Linked DNA regions of Callithrix jacchus: region 2 is linked to region 1. Evidence: chromatin contacts called from public Hi-C data. All regions are on one chromosome and are shown on one strand. Each heading gives the region's core, a stretch centred on a gene start, on an enhancer-like site or on the middle of the called end of the contact. The rest is flanking DNA. Distances are from core to core; before and after follow the strand shown.

Region 1 (4,194 bases), core at 1,504-4,003:
ACTTCCATATTCTGTAGACCTGACCTTGGCAAACTCTGGGGAGCGACAAGTCCCACTGTTCCCACTGGGTGGCAGTAGTGCTTCAGACAAGAGTTGTAGGGACTAGGGGTGCTGGGCCTTTCTCCAGGTATTTAGCCATCTGTCTTGCTTCAGAGTTGATCTTTTGACTCCACAGAAACACTTACATGTGGGCCCCTCACCTTACCATGGGGGCAGGAGTGTCTGTCCCATTACTGAGGCTCTAGAGCTGAAGACATAGTGAAGTTGCTCCTGGAATAAATCAGAGGCAGGCTGCAGTCCCAAACCCTGCCATGGCCTCTAATCAAGCAGACAGGTTCTTTTCTCACTCCGTGCTGAAGGGGCACACGCCCAGGGGCTGGCAACAAACAGGAGAAGCTGTGGTCACAGGGGGCTGGAGCCTGTTGGACATGACATGATGTGGGCATGCCCCTACTGTGTCCCTCTGTGCCAGTAGACTGTGCAGGTACCTGTGTACTCAGAGCAGGAGTACCAGCTTTATCTCCATGATGATGCTTGGACTAAGGCAGAAACTGACCACCTCTTTGACCTCAGCCGCCGCTTTGACCTGCGTTTTGTTGTTATCCATGACCGGTATGACCACCAGCAGTTCAAGGTGAGCCACTGTGCATTTGCATGTGTGCCCAGCTCCTGGGTCTAGCAGGCCCTACTTTTATGCATCCCTTCCACATGCCCCTGAATGTTTATTCCTCCACCCTGTCTTGCTCCTCAGAAGCGTTCTGTGGAAGACTTGAAGGAACGGTACTACCACATCTGTGCTAAGCTTGCCAATGTGCGGGCTGTGCCAGGCACAGACCTTAAGATACCAGTATTTGATGCTGGGCATGAACGACGACGGAAGGAACAGCTCGAGCGGCTATACAACCGGACCCCAGAGCAGGTTAGCCCAAGGCCACATACCTGTGCTTCATGCCCCAAACTCCTTGCCCATTCCCTCTATCCTCCGCAGCTCTCACCTCCCACTCGCAGGTCCCTGTGCCTCCCACCGATACCCTATTATCTGCCCCGAGCCCATTCCTACCTCTCACTGAGGTACCTCATCCCCCCTGATTTCATAGCCCTTCACCTCCCTCATGATCCCTTACTTCTCAGATTCCCTCACAGACAGCCCAGCACCCCATCACCTCCGTGTCTACCCTCTCTCCTGGAAGTGCCCTCACACACTTTGCATCCCTCACTTTCCCAGGTGGCAGAGGAGGAGTACCTGCTGCAGGAGCTGCGCAAGATCGAGGCCCGGAAGAAGGAGCGGGAGAAACGCAGCCAGGACCTGCAGAAGCTGATCACAGCGGCAGATACCACTGCAGAGCAGCGGCGCACGGAACGCAAGGCCCCTAAGAAGAAGCTACCGCAGAAAAAGGAGGCTGAGAAGCCGGTGCGCAGGCTCAGCCAGCCCAGCTCAGGGTGGAAGGGTCACCTGGCACAAGGCCCCACACCCGACTGGAGGGTTCTGAGAGCACTCAGTGCTGATGGGGTGGTGGGCCCTCTCCCTACGACACCTTGGTCTCCATAATGCCTTCTCCCCCAGGCTGTTCCTGAGACTGCAGGCATCAAGTTTCCAGACTTCAAGTCTGCAGGTGTCACGCTGCGGAGCCAGCGGGTACGTGAGTTCTCTCATTTAGCATGTTTGGGCCTGGGTTCTCTGCTCTCAGCTCCACAGGGCAGGCAAGTGGAGCTAGAGCCATAAGAGATTGCTACAGAGGTGGCCTCTCCAGAATCTAAGGGATGTGGCCAGACTAAGGTCACAGTTTCACTATATTCATCTTCCTGGCTATTTCCTTTTCTGGCTCATAGTTAACCTCTGTGTTACCGTCTTTTCCACCCCTCTTTCCCACTGCCTTTTGTCCCCTTCATCCTAAGCGTCTTATGGCTGGGAGAGGCTTAGCTTGCCTGGTTTCATTGCAGATGAAGCTGCCAAGCTCTGTGGGACAGAAGAAAATCAAGGCCCTGGAACAGATGCTGCTGGAGCTTGGTGTGGGTGAGTATGGGGACTGGGCCCTATAGGGTGTACCCACCCGAGGCTATGGATACAGGCTGGGCAGGGGGAGGACAGTTCCTGTTGCTGACCCTCTACCACACCTGGGCTCTGCCCCTGTGCTGCCCACTGCCTGCCTGCAGAGCTGAGCCCGACACCTACGGAGGAGCTGGTGCACATGTTCAACGAGCTGCGAAGTGACCTGGTGCTGCTCTACGAGCTCAAGCAGGCCTGTGCCAACTGCGAGTATGAGCTGCAGATGCTGCGGCACCGTCACGAGGCACTGGCCCGGGCTGGTGTGCTGGGGGGCCCTGCCACACCAGCATCAGGCCCAGGCCCGGCCTCTGCTGAGCCAGCAGTGACTGAACCCGGACTTGGCCCTGACCCCAAGGACACCATCATCGATGTGGTGGGCGCACCCCTCACGCCCAATTCGGTAAGAGCCTGGACAGGCTGGGAGGCATGCACATGATGTAGGGGCTCCTCTCCCTTTAGTGCCGCAGCAGGTATCATCCCTTCTGTGCGGGTCTGAGACCCAGGGTAGGAGTGGTTGACCAGTGGGCGTCCTTGTCACTGAGCGTGTGAAACACATGCACCAAGCCTGACTCAGTCCTTGGATGTTCACTGACCTCAACGCCTTCTGTGTCCTCAGAGAAAGCGACGGGAGTCAGCCTCCAGCTCATCTTCTGTGAAGAAAGCCAAGAAGCCGTGAGAGGCCCCACGGGGTGTGGGCGACACTGTTACGTAAATAGAGTTGCTGAGTTGGACCAGACTGCTTCCTTTTCCTTTCTACCACTTCTGATGCTCCTAGTGGGAGGGTTGGGCCAGGAGGGGATTGTCACAGCCACTCCATGGGGTGGCAGGTAGGTTTGCCTGTGTTGAGGTCCTTAGCCCTCTGGCCACTAACCACAACCAGTTTTACCCAAACTCCTGTACCTCAGAGCACCTGTGGTTTACACTCAAGATGACTTTGCATGCAGCCTGTGCTGACAGTCCCCACACTTCCAAAGATGTGTACATATTGAGTGAGAGTGTTACAGGTGCTGCAGTGATGGCCAGTCACACATGGACGGCCTTGTGCACAGAGGCAGTCTGGAGCGTGCTCTACCTACCTTCACGTCCTGAGAGCTTTAGTGCAGCAGCAGCCTCTCACACACACATGGTTTTGCACACACCCCCAGTGCCTCGTTTCCCCGACTTTATTCAGTGGCACGTTCACAGCGGGGATGGGGGTAGACACAAGGTGGGGCCTGATCTGTCCTGGAGCCCTGGGGGCACCACACACCATGCACTATGGATGGGAGGGGGCACAGGGGGGCTTGGTGGCCCCACAGAAGCCTGTGTACCAGGGAGGAGGCGGTGAGTGCCTGGGTCCCCCTAGCCCAGGCCCACAATGGGAGGGGCTGATACTGGGCTGAGATCGAGGGGTGGGGATGGGGGTCACAAAGTGTCTGCTCCAGAAGGGCCAAGTGGCCAAGCCCTTGCCAAGGGCACAAGCCCACAGGGCAGCTGGGGGACACTCTGGATGCAGAGCTATGCCACTCTCCCTCTTCCCCTCTGGTGAGGGAGTGGATGATTCTGGGCTGGGCCAAACAGCTACCCTGTCCTGCCCCATCCTGTCCTTGGCCGATCAGAACGGTTTCGATGTCTGCTTGAAGATGAAGCCTCGGTAGGCGAGTGTCTTCATGATGTTGGCAATGTTCTTGCAGTCGTCTAAAAAGGAGAGAAAACATTTAGATCAGCCCCAGATCCTTCCCCTTCATGCCCACAGGTGCTCTTATAAGGGTGGGGGTGGGAAGCAGGGTCAGATTAAGGAGCCACAGGCTCTAGAGAGGGTGGTCCCATCCCCTGGTGGCAGCATCCCTAGCTTCGGGTTGCGCTGGGTGATGCTGGGCCATCAGGAAGCCTGGTCTCGATGCTTCTCAGTTTCATAATTCATGCTGGAAATTGGCCGGCATGTCCCGCCCTGGCCCCAGTGGTGATGTATGGGCGCCGTCGCAGTAAGAAAAAGGCAGAGTAAATGTGTAATTTCTCCCTTGACGGCCCCCGGCCGCCGGGCGATCCTTCTTGTTGCCGCCGCGTGGGGACGGCCCATCCGCCACACTCCGTCTTCCCGCCACCCGCCTTGATGTCTCCATTTCATTACTGCGCGGCCATTCATCACACCCACGGCCAGGGTGACT
Region 2 (4,902 bases), core at 209-2,708, 73 kb after region 1:
GTCCAGTATCACAGCTCCACTACACTAAGGTAACTTGGTCAAGTGACCATGTGTCCTGGGGTAAGTGACTTCACCTCCATGCCCTGCTCTGTGAGGGTTAAAGGAGCCAACCAAGGGAAACATGCTTTACAAATAAGGCCTCATGGAAAGGATTCTGGCTATAAGGAGATCAACTGAAACCAAACCTGCAATGGCCTTTGGAGATGCTTCCAGGCCAACTGCATTGAAAAAGGCAGTGCCTTGGTCAGGAAAGGGGATACTGGAGAAGGCTTGCTGGGGATGACAGAAAAATGGAAAGTTCCAGAACCACTTCATAGCTGTAAAATGAATTCCAAGAAGCTTGGGCTGAGGGGAGGAGTTATGAATAGAGAAAGCACCTTGGGACTCATTCTCCAAATCCAAAGAATCAGCACACAAATACCAAGGAACGAAAGCTAAGACCCCAGGCTAGACACAAAATGAGAGAGCTTTCTGCCACTACCAACCACTTTATATTTAGGAGTATTACTGAGACCCAGGACCTTCAGACAGAGGCTAATGGAACAGGATTTCTATCATCAGAAAGCTTCCAGGCCCATCCAGAAGATAATCATAGCAGACACAGAATGGTCACTCTAGGAGCGACTACTGAGAAAGGACCATGTCACTTCTGCTGGTAGGAGGGCAATTTCGAGGGCACTCAGAGACTCAGCTGCAATTTTCCGGGCTCAAGCAAGTGTGCGAACGTGCGCACATGCGGTCCCTCCATTCTTCTCTGCCTGCCCACAGCCCCGGGGGAAATGCACTGCTGACTTATCAGCTCACTTTGTCCCCACACTTGCCCCATCCTCTGGGATGGCTGCAGGTTACAATTCCAACCACAGGCTTCAGAAAGATGATACACTTGATGGAGCCTGCAAAGGGTCAGGCGAGAGTACTGTTTGAAATACCAGCATGACAGCTGGCTCCTTGTCTGTCTCTTCCTCCTCAACGCCCTCCCCAAACTTGTCATGGTACAAGAAGTCTATAAGCATCCCATCAGCTTTAAATATCAGTGTGCATGAAGCAGGAGCACGAGAGCGAGGGAGCGGGAAGCAGACAGCGAGCGCCTCTGTCGCCACTGCCTGTCAGGGAACACTAATGAATTTCACCACCAGCAGCCATGCTTCAGATGAGGGTGAGCTGGGGGCTGGGGGGTTTTCTAGGGAGAACTCCGGCAGTATTAAAACACATTTTCCCAAAGCCCTGTTAATAAATGTCATTGCGGAGCTGAGAACTATGGTCTACCACCAGGACTTCAAGGGCAGAAAAGGGGTGGGGCAAGCCCTGCTGTCCTCTCAGAAAGGGAGGGGAGTGCAAGCATGAGACTGGAGGGAGCCAGCTGAGCCCCATGTGGTGCTGGATGACCTTGGCAAGCCTCCGGCTTCGTCTTGCCACCATTACCCTTACTCATCTCATCAAGGCCTTGGGATGCCTTGTTGAGAGGCCTAGGATAAGAAGGAAAGGCCTGAGGCAGGGAGAGATGACCAGCGGTGCCTGCCAGACCAGACTTACCGCCTCACCTCAACCAACTTCACCTCACTCACCTCACAGTGAGGCCCCACGGCAAGGGGTTACAGGCCACACTTCCAGACCCAGGCGAGGTGGGGTGGGAAACTCTGGCAGCAGTCCTAACAGGAAGCTACATTTTCCCCACAGATGTCAGGAGCCAGAGCTGCTTATTATTTTACAGATAAAGGAATGAAGGTTGAGAATGGGAAGTTTTGCAAGACCCTGCAACTAGAAAGCAGTAAAGCCAGGAATTGAAACCAGGTCTCTTCATTCTAAAGGCCTTGTTCTTTCCACAATGTCACACAGCTTCTTTGAGGAAGGGCTGATCACCTCACTGTCTCCTGTGTGTCCTCTACTGCCAGGCTCTGTCCTTCCCCTCCATTTCCCCCACTGGTACACACACACCTCTGGCCTGGCATGGGCCACAGCTGCCATGTAGCACTGGGCTGGGCTCCAGGCCAGGGTGAACCCAGCCAGGCAGAGAAAGCCCTGGGAATGAGCCAGGCCATCACCTGGGGGTCTCCACAGCTCACAGGACAGGCTGCAGGCATAAGCCCTCCCTCGGGTGCCCTCTGCACAGCTCTAAGCAGCAGTGTCTGATCTGGCAGCAACCTGCTGTGCAGGGGGCAAATGACATTTAATTTCCTCTTGGTTTCCCTATAGTACAGACGAAAGGCCGTCACCTGCGTCTGGGTCTGGCAGCACAGCTGGAAGTGTTCCCAGACATGCTACTCTGGAGAGGTCCCAACAGAAACCAGAACACAGGCAGTACAGAGGGATGCCCCTGTGGGGCAGGCTGCTGGTGTTCCCAAGGAAAACCAACTTCAAATCCCTAGTGCCCAAGTTGCTCAAAGCCTCCAAAAGACACTCTGTATGCACATAGCACCTCCCTGCTCCATGCCTACTATCTCTCATTAGCCCACCTGCCAACTATCTCTCATTTCTCCTCTATGGAGCCCACATGAAGCATACAAGTGCCACACACGCCCTGTAGAACCACATGACAAGCACCTCCCCAGTGCCACAAATAGTCCTTAAAACTCTCTAACTTGTATCTCCCCAGCCCCTCTCTAGGGAAGCAATAAAGACAAGTGCCTCTCCACTGTCCTTCCCATGGCAACTCATCAGTGAAAGGCACAGTGCCCCACCTGTTGTCACTGTAGGAAGAGCTGGAGCTGCCACCAGGGCCCAGCCAGAGCTCTCTTTCCCAGATGGAATGGCAGAAGCCCCAGTAGGGAGTGGGTATAGAGAGGAGGCTGAGCAAGTGATGGGAGGTTTCCAGGGCACCTTGGTCAGTGCCTCAGCTACTGAGCTATTCTCTTTTTTGGCCAGGGAAACCAGGAGCTCCTTGGTGGGCTGAGCTGTCTCCAAGATACCTTGCTCATACTACTACCATCTTCCCCTGTAGCCATCTTGACCCTATGCCTGAGCTGCTGTTGTGTGGCCTATGATGCCCTCTGGAGGTTCTGCAGAGACGCATCCTCCTGGTGTTCAGGATCTGGGATGCAGTCTGACCTCTGCTTTCATATGGGTGCTCAAGACACAGCTGTGCCCTTAACCCTCTAGCTGGTCTCCTCTGCCCTGATTCCAGCTCTTCTGACTCCTTCAAGAGGTGTAAGCACTTGTCCTATACAGAGTCAGACTTCTGCATGGGCATTAGAATAGGCTAGTGATTTTTAAAGTGTGCTCCATGGAGTCCTAGGCTTTTAAGGAGGAACATTAGGCTACTTAATGGACCGGGGGAAGAGAAGGAAGAATGGGAGAGGAAGACTGTGCAGGGCTTCTCCCCAGCTCCAACCAGATTAATGCTGGGCTTTAAAATTCTGTTCAAAAGAAAAGAGAGTTTAGAGTTATAAAAAAATATATATTACCATTCCATCTCTCTACAGGGCTCCTCTGGGTTCTCACAGAATTTGTTTTGTGCCTTCACTGTAGTGTTTTCATACACTACCTTACTTACCCTATAATTAGGTATGTGTGTGCTGGTCTTTCTGTCCTGATCACTTGGCAGTCCCTATAGTCCCCAGCACAGTACTTATAGGGCCCAGAGCAGCTCTCAACAGGTACTAACTTTAGGCTACTACCGGAATGCCAACACTTCCGGGATATGCTGGGGTCAGCACCTTCAATGGCAATTTCCAACAGGATTCCTTGGGAGAGAAGAGCTGCGATGGAGGGTAACTCATACTTACAGGAAGGTCCTTGTGAAAATGTATAGCACATGCCACTCTTAAATCAAAGAAAGGGACACATCTGCTACCACGAGGAATCATCTAAATCAACTTCCAGGGGACCAAACAGACTTTTGCACTTGGCCAATCTTTGGGGAAAATGCAACAAATTTCAACAGGAAATATCACTCATTAGAAGCTGACCATGGGAACACAGAATGACGTTCATCAGCTGGGCATTCAAGGGCCTGTCCCCTGGCTTCCTGTAGCCTGTAGAGGAGTACTAGTCCCATGATTCTGGTTATAGGACTGAGAATGAGTAAAGCCCCTTGGCCCCATCAGCCAAGCCTACTGCCTGGGCCTCCTTCTCCAGCCAGGTTTAGGGAGAGGGTGGGGGGAGGCAGGGGACTGTGTTCCTCCTATCTAAAGCCACTTGTTAATAGGCCCTAGATTCCCTTATCCCTGGGGAAAGGAAGGTAGCAATGAGCTCTCTTCTCCACCCCCCTCCACTGTGCCTCCCAGCAGGGCCAGGGAGGACAGCCATTAGTGTGTGCCTCAGCAGACAATGGGGAGGAGAAGTCTCCAGAGCAAAGGACAACTGCAGCAATTAGAATGCAGGGAGGTTCAGAAGCTATTTAACTGGGTGACCCCTGAGGTCGCTGCATCTGACTCCCATCCCTGGATAAATATTGTATGAGAGGGGAGGGGGCTAGCGAGGGAGCTGGAATGCTGCTCCTCCTTCCACTCCTTTCCCCACCCCATGCACTGCCTCCAGCCACACACACCAGGAACATTATTTACAGTCCTGACAGTCAGAGCAATCACTCTGCTAACCAAGAGGGAATGGACAAAGTCGACTTACCAAAAATTGACTATGGCAATTGAAGAAGAAACCAGAGCTCGTGGGGGAAGGGAGCTGAGCCAACACAGATGCAAGGCTCCCTCCACAATCTGGGTCCAGTTGAAGCAAATATTCTGTCACCCCCAAACCCCAAACTACTGACCGGTGAGGCTGGTCTCAATGGCAGAGAGTAAATCAGAGAAACAGAGCATCCTTCTGGGGGGTCCCATAATGGAAAACTCCTGGCTCTCATCACTACCCAGGTGCTCGTTGGCAAAGATGGGAGTCCTAGCTACCTGCCCAGAGAAGCTGAACCATCTACATGCCACTTGTCCAGCTTGCCCCTTAGCTGACCTAGTC

The links. Hi-C and Micro-C count contacts between places; a contact is called where the count stands out from the background.
Region 2: a Hi-C map of induced pluripotent stem cells shows a contact between it and region 1, with 2.7 times the contacts expected there. The contact joins two enhancer-like sites. A contact is called at or near these places in 2 of 3 Hi-C or Micro-C datasets (induced pluripotent stem cells and skeletal muscle).

Annotation. Positions count from the first base shown.
Region 1 is chr7:80,918,703-80,922,896 of calJac240_pri, forward strand. It overlaps DMAP1 (DNA methyltransferase 1 associated protein 1), which reads left to right. Exons shown (of 11, transcript XM_009001066.5): 5 at 476-634; 6 at 752-919; 7 at 1,226-1,411; 8 at 1,565-1,636; 9 at 1,942-2,014; 10 at 2,155-2,447; 11 at 2,664-2,783. The coding sequence ends at 2,723. It overlaps ERI3 (ERI1 exoribonuclease family member 3), which reads right to left. Exons shown (of 10, transcript XR_013519991.1): 10 at 3,196-3,724. Among named protein-coding and RNA genes, the nearest start is that of DMAP1, 8.4 kb to the left of the region's middle. Within about 2 kb of position 2,754, at least 5 of the 16 cell types and tissues checked have an H3K27ac peak or open chromatin away from gene starts, as enhancers often do.
Region 2 is chr7:80,992,798-80,997,699 of calJac240_pri, forward strand. The region is part of intron 6 of ERI3 (ERI1 exoribonuclease family member 3); the gene reads right to left. Among named protein-coding and RNA genes, the nearest start is that of ERI3, 61 kb to the right of the region's middle. Within about 2 kb of position 1,459, at least 4 of the 16 cell types and tissues checked have an H3K27ac peak or open chromatin away from gene starts, as enhancers often do.